Linked DNA regions of Sus scrofa: all the other regions are linked to region 2. A link is a contact called in public Hi-C and HiChIP or PLAC-seq data. All regions are on one chromosome and are shown on one strand. Each heading gives the region's core, a stretch centred on a gene start, on an enhancer-like site or on the middle of the called end of the contact. The rest is flanking DNA. Distances are from core to core; before and after follow the strand shown.

Region 1 (2,700 bases), core at 162-2,661, 370 kb after region 2:
CCAGTATCCAGCCCAGGGTCAAAATCAGGTGAGCAAATCAAATTTCAACTCTGCTACTAACTAGCTTTGTGGTCTCCAGCACAGTTCTTCATTCTCTGAGCACATCTGTAAATGTGGCTCAACAGAGTGCTGGGAGGATGGCGAGGCAGGAATGGGAAGCTTCTGGCACAGGGCACGTGTCCCATAGGTTATCAACAATGTCCTTTCATAAAACAGAGGACTGCTCTCTGTCCTGGCCTCGTGACCCTTTCTTCCTACCTTGCCTGTGACTCTAGAAGCGTAAGGAATGAGCATGCCTTGAGGTCTCATAAGCACAAATGGAGGAGGATCAAGGTATTGCCAGATGCGAGGTTGGCCTAGCCACCTCTGCTTTCTCTATATTCTAAAAGGGTGGGAACAAGCAGAGTTATGGCTGCAGACACACTTACTTTGATGGTCCTGTCACCAGAGGCAGATACTATGTACTTATCGTCAAAGTCTACTACGTTGACAGCAGCACGGTGGCCAACCAGGACACGGCGTAAAGTGATATCAGTGGCAGAAGCCATGTCCCACACTGCGATGGAGCGGTCCTTAGAACAGGTCACCATCAGTCCATTGCTGAAGCGTAAGTGCAGTACAGCCTCGTTGTGGTGGATCAACGTGTTCAGAACTTCGCCCGTGTTCACATCCCAGACTCTGGAGGAGAAGAGCAGAGCACAATGCTTAATTATCTAGACAACCAGGAAAAGATTCCTGAGTCTGTGCTCTGGGCCCACTCTTAGTAGTAGGCTGGCGAGGTGTAAATGTCACACATACTTGGTGATTGGGACCTGACACCATGCTTACAAGGAGCCCCAGAAGCAATTTCTCTATTGGCAAAGAAATGTTGAGATGGTTTCAAAACGGAAGGCCTGTTCTGGCTCTGCCGGGTTTAGGTTTTAATAGCCAGGTGTTCAGCAAAACGTGTTTGTTCACAGGCTTGTGCTGATGGCAAAAAATAATTCAGGTGAGTGGGCTCTGCAGTGACTTTGAGATGATAGAGAAGAAGGCTTGATGGCTGGGCTCCAAGCTTAAGGTTCTTTTTGACCTCGGACCGGCTTTTGCGTCGATTATTCATCCACGGCCGCCGGGAGACGACAAGTCATGATGTCTCAGCAATCGCCACACCCATCTGCTGCCCGATGCTTTATGGACAAAGCCAGTGACCTCAACTGCAGGGTTCTTAGGGGCATCTCTTTCACGTCATCACCTTTTTGTAGCCCCATCTCCTAAGGGAACACGTCTGTCCAGAGCAGAGGAGGAAAGACTCAGGCTTCTAAGGCCAAGACCTGATCTTTGGCGGCGGCAGCAGCCTGGAAGCACTGAGTCAGGGAAAGGATACCAGGCATGCTGGTGACTATTTCAATCTCTTAGGTGTGCCTCTCAAACAACCCTCTTCAAGTCTCTGACTCACACCCTAGAGGAGGCATTTCCTTTCCCTCCACATGACATGCCTTCCTCCAGCTACCAGCAGTCCAGCTGAGGCTTTGCTGTGTTCTGATGAACTCACTACTACACCCAAATCCGATGCCATCTGCTGTGGAAAAACGTCCCTGTCCCGGTGGTTTGGGAGGGGATCTCAACAACGTTTTTCCTGACCAGCAGTCACTGCTTCCCTCCTACTACAGACCATTGTCACCACCACCTTCACCGCTCGGCCCCCGGGGCGGCAGCTGAAAACTAATGCCTCCCTTACTGGAAAAGCTATGCAATATCAAGATAATCTTGAATGACATAAATTCGAGGTTCAAAATTAGCTAACTATGTGAGCAAATTACTTAGCCTCTCTGGTCTCAGTTTCCCAATGCTACCTCTATAAAAAGAAGATATGATTTCCCTACTTAGAAAGACTGATGTGAGAGTTCCACAAGGGAACCTTATACCAAACATCTGGCACATTACCTATGGCCCTCAAAGGGCTCTGCGATTGCCTCCAATTCTTTCAGCATTTGTCTGTTACCGCCCACCATACTCAGAACACCTGCCGCCTTCCTCTCCCCTCTGGAGCGTGATCTCCCAGGAGAAAGCCAGCCTAATACTAATACTAATAAAAAAAAGATTAAAAGTAAAATGCTAATACTAGGTAATGTTCTTTTTTACAGGAAAGCATGTTGCCATCTCTATACTGTATGGCAACAGGAGCAGGACCTAGGTAATAAAACTCCGCTTTCCTGCCTACTCTGCTCAAATGCGCCTACACCAAAAGCAGTTCTGAAACACAAAGTATGTGTCTACTTTATCTCAGAAGGTGTGAATCTGTCTCCTCCTGGAAGGCACCCAAGTTTAGATCAGTGAAGCCAAGTCACTCACCTCACTGTAGAGTCTGAAGAGCCAGTCACAATGACACGTTCATCATACTGGAGACAAAGGACAGAGCCAGTGTGTCCTGTTAACACTTTCAAACATTCCAAGCTGGTTTTATCCCAAATCTGTTGAGACAAGATCAACCACAAACAGTGGTTTAATATCTCATATTCTGATATATATTTCTGTCTTACCTTATATTCCGAATCACAAACGAAGCAAACCCCTGTTATAGTAAATAAGAGCAATAAACATCAAATGGGAGGTCAGTGAAAAGGGGGGAAGAGGCAACACTGAATAACTTCCAGAAGAGAGGCCCATTTTGGTTTACTTTGTCCCTGTAACTACTGCGCCCACTACACTGAACAGCCTTAT
Region 2 (2,895 bases), core at 166-2,665:
CCGAGCTGCATTTGTGACCTATGCTGCAGCTTGCTGCAACGTAGGATCTTAACCCACTGAGTGAGACCAGGGATGGAACCTGCACACTCACAGAGACAATGTCGGTCCTTAACCTGCTGAGCCACAATGGGAACTCCAAGGTGGGTCCTCTTACCATTTCATTTACTTAGTGACTGATCAAATAATAATAATGAAAACTCTGAAACTTATATTACGTATGTCTCCTATTGGGAGAGACTTTGACAAAGGTGGAAAACGGGATTCTTGATCCTTCATGCAAAACCAAACCAAACAACCCAAATCCCAAACCCAAAGTCTAGCCCACGTTGTTATTTAACAAATGTGCGTGGACTGAATGAATAAGTGGGGGAGTGAGACATTACAGGAGACCCACCGGAGAGCCACCAAGAGTGATAGACGACAATGCATGGTAGGACCCAATAAATGTTGGCTGAATGCTTGAATACAGGACTGGAAAAGGACTGCGTGTAATTAGGATCCAAGGCAGAAGATGTGAGAAATGGACTTCAGGACAGTGGGACCTGGGTGCTTCACTTCCTTTGCCCTGTCCCAACCTCCCACGTGGTCATCAGAGCTTTAAAATCAGTTTCTGAATGGGTCCCCTGCAGGTGGCCCCAAGGTCCAGGAGTGCTCACATTTACATTCAGAGGCTCCAGGACTGTCAGGTGAACACACACAGACCTTGAGTCACAAGCACATAGTCCCACACGTGGGTGGTTGTGTTTATTATCCTGTGTACACCCCCATGACGACTCCCACACGGCTTTGAGGATCTGGCGGAATTCCTGAAAAAGGAATTCACTCCCTACTCCCTTTTGTTGCGGTTGATGGTTTGATGGCTCAATCGCCCACCACTTTTACTAGGCACCTGCTGTGGGCCCAGCACTGTGCTGAGCCGGTGGGGGTGGGGTGGCAGCGTGTCCTTGAGGGACAGGAGAGAGCGTCCCCAACTTAGGAATCAGGAAGACTCAGGTTAAGGGCGGGCGGGAACCCAGGGCGGTGCTGGTGGGCCCGTTTGGGAGAGCTCGTCAGAAAAGCTACGCAGAGCTGGCTCCAGTTCAGACATCTTCCAGGAACACAGCAAACAACCACATTTTACTAATTATAGCAAAGGAAAACACGCTGCGATTACAGCTAAATTACATTAAGACATAACTGGCAGGCTCGGCCAGGGCTCTATCTCTCTGGCTCAGCTTTCAGCCAGGCTGGGCGGGGACACAGGCAGGCAGGCGGGCAGGCCAGCGAGGCCTTGGCCGGGGAGGGCCCCTTAGCCCCGTTCTCTGTGGGGTCATGACCCTGGCATGACTTTGGGGAGTCTCAGGGCCAGTCCCTGTTTGTATGACCAACAACTTCTCCTCCCCAAAAGGGGCTTCCCCAGGCCCCCCGGGCTGGAACCACATGCTGAGAGGGCCGCTGAGTCATTCTGTCCCTCTCGGAGCAGAGGGTCAGAGAACATCAGGGCTGCAAGGCAGCCCGGGGCCAGAGCTTTCGTACGTAGGAGGTAACTTGAGTGGGTTGTTTTTGCAAAACTTCTCTCCTGCTTGCAGCCACCGACTCTGTCTTTTTCTTCCAGGCCCGTGGTCTGCACCTGCCCCAAAGGGCCTAGCACCTGTTTGGGGAATGGGGGTTTGGATCCGCTGCCCCCATTCTCCCTGTAATTCTTCTCAGAGGACCAACATCTGATTCGTGCCTCACTGGTAGGAAGGAGGGAAAGAAGGAAAGACGAGGAAGGAAGGAGGGAGGGAAGGAGGCAGGGAGGAAGAGGAGGGAAGAGGCAGGCTGGAATCAGCGGAGGACAGACTTACCTGGGTGCTCTCCAAAAGCCAGGCATTTTCCAAATAGTATCTTCTTGACTCTTCACAACAGCCTTGAGGATAGGAATCCAGCCTATGCTTCCATGGGTTCTAGAGCTGCACATTCTGTAGGTGTTCACTAATCATTTCATGATTTCTTTCTTTTTTTTCTCTTTAGGGCCACACCTGCAGCATGTGGAAGTTCCCAGGCTAGGGGTCGAATTGGAGCTGGAGCTGTGAGCCTACACCACAGCCACAGCAATTCAGGATCTGAGCCATGTCCGTGACCTACACCGCAGCTCGTGGCCACGCTGGATCCTTAACCCACTGAGAGAGGCCAAGGATGGAACCCACGTCCTCATTGATACTAGTTGGGTTTGTTAGTTCTGAGCCAAAGTGGGAACTCCCTCATTAATTTCTTGAAGTGAGGCCAGACTGCTAGGTCATACTGCTATTTGTAGGAGGGGCTACTGGAGCTTGGCTGGGACAGTGACAATCATGATGGGGCTGGGATTCAAATTCAGCAGTTTGGCTCCAAAGCCCCCTCACCCATTCCCATACCCAGGCTGCTCACCTTTGGGTGCTAATGAGAGTGGCCACTCTGGTGATCACCGAGCCCTCAGGTATGATGGGAGCTTGGCATCCAGCCTCAACTTTGTTGAGCTTGGGGCTGAACCAAGGGTATGCTTTTATTCTGCCAGACACTATGCTTTAAAATGCATGATCTCAGAGTTCCTGTCGTGGCTCAGCGGAACCGAATTTGACTAGTATCCATGAGGACGCAGGTTCGATCCCTGGCCTCCGTCAGTGGGTTAAGGATCTGGTGTTGCCGTGAGTGGAGGTGTAGGTTGCAGACGTGGCTTGGATCTGATGTGACTGTGGCTGTGGTGTAGGCCAGTGGATACAGCTCTGATTTGACCCCTAGCCTGGGAACATCCGTATGCCATAGGTGCAGCCCTAAGAAGACAATAAATAAATAATAATAATAATCCATGATCTCATTTCATTGTCGCACCATATTGGGGACAGGGCAGCCCTTAAAATTGTCATTTTTTAGATGAGGACCCTGGAGCTCAGAGAA
Region 3 (2,763 bases), core at 81-2,580, 320 kb after region 2:
GCCCAGACCAGCATGTCGAAGCTTGAGCATCCATGCAAAAGGATGTCTCAACAAACAGGTGAGAAAGGGAGGTGGCAGTGGTGGCAGCTTGGTGTAGGGTTCAGAGGCTGGATGACAAAGGAGAGTGTCTTCATGAGCAGTGGTAGCTGCTGAGTCATCATGGGGTGTTGGAGCCTGACCAGAGTTGGGGGAGAAGTGAGATATACCCCAGCACACCACATTAGAGCTCAAGTGATCAGGAGTTCACCCATGTGACTGAAGAGTGGGTAATTAGTGATGAGATTGCAGCAATAGGAAGCAAATAATGATGACTGATGAGATTGCAGGATTAGGAAGCAAACAAGTAAATATAGTTTCATTTTGTCATTACTAGACAAGAGTGTTATAAAAATGGAAAGACAAAATTAGAATCAATGTGTGGTATTGAATCGGAGATATCAATGTGAATTTATGGAAAAAGAAATATAGATGAATAGATGAAAGGTATCTATTATGATAACTAAATATAGATATCATATAGATAGATAAATAGCATAAAATGTTTGTGTGTGTGTGTGTGTGTGTGTGTGTGTGTGTGTACATATAGTCCCAATACTGTCTTCTAGGACCATCTAGGAGCAAAAATAGCTCAAGGCAATGAGCACACCTGGCAAGCAGATCTTGGTTTCTAAATACCGCTTTCCATTAAAAGGAACCAGAACTCTGTGGCAAAATGGCTGTTGGAAGAGGTAATTTGCTATAGGCTCAGCATCCCTGGATATTGGTATGTGGTGTGGTAAGAACGGAAGGATCAGACCACTCTTTTCCAGGCCTGTCTTAGAGCTGTGTTGGCAGTAAGCAATTTGCAGAATGAGTAATTCTCCCTCCAGGATTAAGAGAAGACTTCCTTAGTACTTGCTATAAAAGCAGTGGATTCTTGGAGTTCCTGTCATGGTGCAGTGGAAACAAACCCGACTAAGAACCATGAAGTTGCAGGTTTGATGCCTGGCTTCACTCAGTGGGTTAAGGATCCGGCGTTGCAGTGAGCTGTGGTGTAGGTCACAGGCACGGCTTGGATCTGGCGTTGCTGTGGTTCTGGCATAGGCTGGCAGCTACAGCACAGCTCCAATGAGACCTGTAGCCTGGGAACCTCCATATACTGCGGGTGTGGCCCTCAAAAGGACAAAAGACAAAAAAAAAAAAAAAAAAAAAAAAAAAAGTAGTGGATTCTCCAAGCTCAGTGTTCTTCAGCTATAATGCAAACGCACTGCCATGTATCCATCTGTGCCATTTCACATAGCTTCAACTGGACTTGGGGGCAGAAAAACTGAATCAATTATGCTGATGTTCATCTTACTTCCTGTGCCATGAGTAATAAAGTCCTTTGTCTCTGACTCAGGAGTCTCATGTACTCTGCCAGCATCCATAAAAGAGTAACAGGCTCTTATTAGCTTGAAAGTAAGGTAAAATCAAATCCCAGACCCAATGATTACTGATTCCAAGACTGGGCCAGGAAAAGTATGAGACATGCCTGGAATATCTTTTACCAGAGCAAATGAGGAAATGTCAAGGAAAGAGGGTGACACATCAAAAGGATACAAAATGCAGCTTGAAGGCACTCTCACTGGCCAAACCCAGGACAATCTGAACATCAAAATAATGATAGTAACAGATTAGAACCTATTGAACAAGATGACTTCATACTGATTAAAGTAAACAAATGGGCAAAGACGCACAGAAGTTTTAACAGGCCTAGGCAAAATGTTCCACTCTACATGTAGGATGGAAGACATGAACTCTTTTTGGTTAGTTAGTTTTTAAGAAACTATTTCCCATTTCCTAATATTTATTTGTGGTCCCCACCCCCCTCCTCAGGCCATGAGTTCTGGATGAGACTCTTTGTTTCAGATGTGGAGCACAGGGTGCATTCCTGGTCCATCAAAGCAGGCCATGATTTTGGCCATTGGAACTAATTCAGAGATGGGCACGTGATCTGCCCTGTCTGGTCAAAGTCAATCTCAAAAGTTTTGTGAGAAAAAAACAAACACCCTCTACTTTTTCCCATTGGGTTTGAATTTGAAAGGGCGTGAGTATGCAGATGCTCAGCCATCTTGTCACCATAAAGGCAAAGCCTGGAACTCTTGGGGAACCATGCTGAGCCTGTGAATGTGAATGAACCCCGTCATGCTGTCTGGATGCCCAGTGATTTATGAACATCTTTGATATGTATGTGTGTTTTTTCTACACCACCAAGCAATTAACTCAGTTCAATTCAGGCCCTATCTACCTGGTGAGAGCCAAAGATATCACAAGCGAAGGGCTTAGTCCTACAAAACTGCCCCACTTTGGGTGCCATTCTCAAATCCAGATTGTCACCTGTGCTTCTGATAAACTGGCTAGAGAGCAGAGGGTCCCACAACTCCCTCCTCAGATTCCACTGATTGGCTAGAGTGGCTGATGGAACTCATAGAAACATTTACTAGCATTGAGCAGTTTATTACAAAAGGATGTAACTCAGGATTACTGATCAATGATTACTGATCAGTGTAATCAGCAAGTGTAGGAGTCAGATGAAAGAGAAGTGTAGGACAAGGTGTGTATGTGGGAAGGGCGCCGTGCTTGCACACCCTCCAGCACCGTTCTCCCAGCACCTCCGTGAGTTCAGGGTTCACCCATCTGGAAGCTCTGCATACCCATCCTTTAGGGTTTTTAGGGAGGCTTCATTACATAGGTATTTGATTAAATTAGATAGTTGGATTAAATCATTGGTATTTGGTTACCGAA

The links. A called contact is a pair of places that touch in the nucleus more often than the background predicts. HiChIP or PLAC-seq counts read pairs in DNA pulled down with a chosen protein or histone mark.
Region 1: a Hi-C map of embryonic fibroblasts shows a contact between it and region 2, with 1.8 times the contacts expected there. The contact joins two enhancer-like sites. A contact is called at or near these places in 2 of 47 Hi-C or Micro-C datasets (embryonic fibroblasts and epiblast stem cells) and 1 of 2 datasets of contacts at active chromatin or transcription factors (alveolar macrophages).
Region 3: an H3K27ac HiChIP or PLAC-seq map of alveolar macrophages shows a contact between it and region 2. The contact joins two enhancer-like sites. A contact is called at or near these places in 2 of 2 datasets of contacts at active chromatin or transcription factors (alveolar macrophages and skeletal muscle).

Annotation. Positions count from the first base shown.
Region 1 is chr16:52,319,107-52,321,806 of Sscrofa11.1, reverse strand. FBXW11 (F-box/WD repeat-containing protein 11) reads right to left here. Exons shown (of 14, transcript XM_021077115.1): 8 at 2,332-2,450; 9 at 429-678. Among named protein-coding and RNA genes, the nearest start is that of SMIM23, 92 kb to the left of the region's middle. Within about 2 kb of position 1,411, at least 9 of the 83 cell types and tissues checked have an H3K27ac peak or open chromatin away from gene starts, as enhancers often do. A contact at or near this core is called in alveolar macrophages and embryonic fibroblasts, where this site is marked.
Region 2 is chr16:52,690,996-52,693,890 of Sscrofa11.1, reverse strand. No RefSeq gene overlaps it. Among named protein-coding and RNA genes, the nearest start is that of FGF18, 68 kb to the left of the region's middle. Within about 2 kb of position 1,415, at least 28 of the 83 cell types and tissues checked have an H3K27ac peak or open chromatin away from gene starts, as enhancers often do. A contact at or near this core is called in alveolar macrophages and embryonic fibroblasts, where this site is marked.
Region 3 is chr16:52,369,473-52,372,235 of Sscrofa11.1, reverse strand. No RefSeq gene overlaps it. Among named protein-coding and RNA genes, the nearest start is that of SMIM23, 42 kb to the left of the region's middle. Within about 2 kb of position 1,330, at least 3 of the 83 cell types and tissues checked have an H3K27ac peak or open chromatin away from gene starts, as enhancers often do. A contact at or near this core is called in alveolar macrophages, where this site is marked.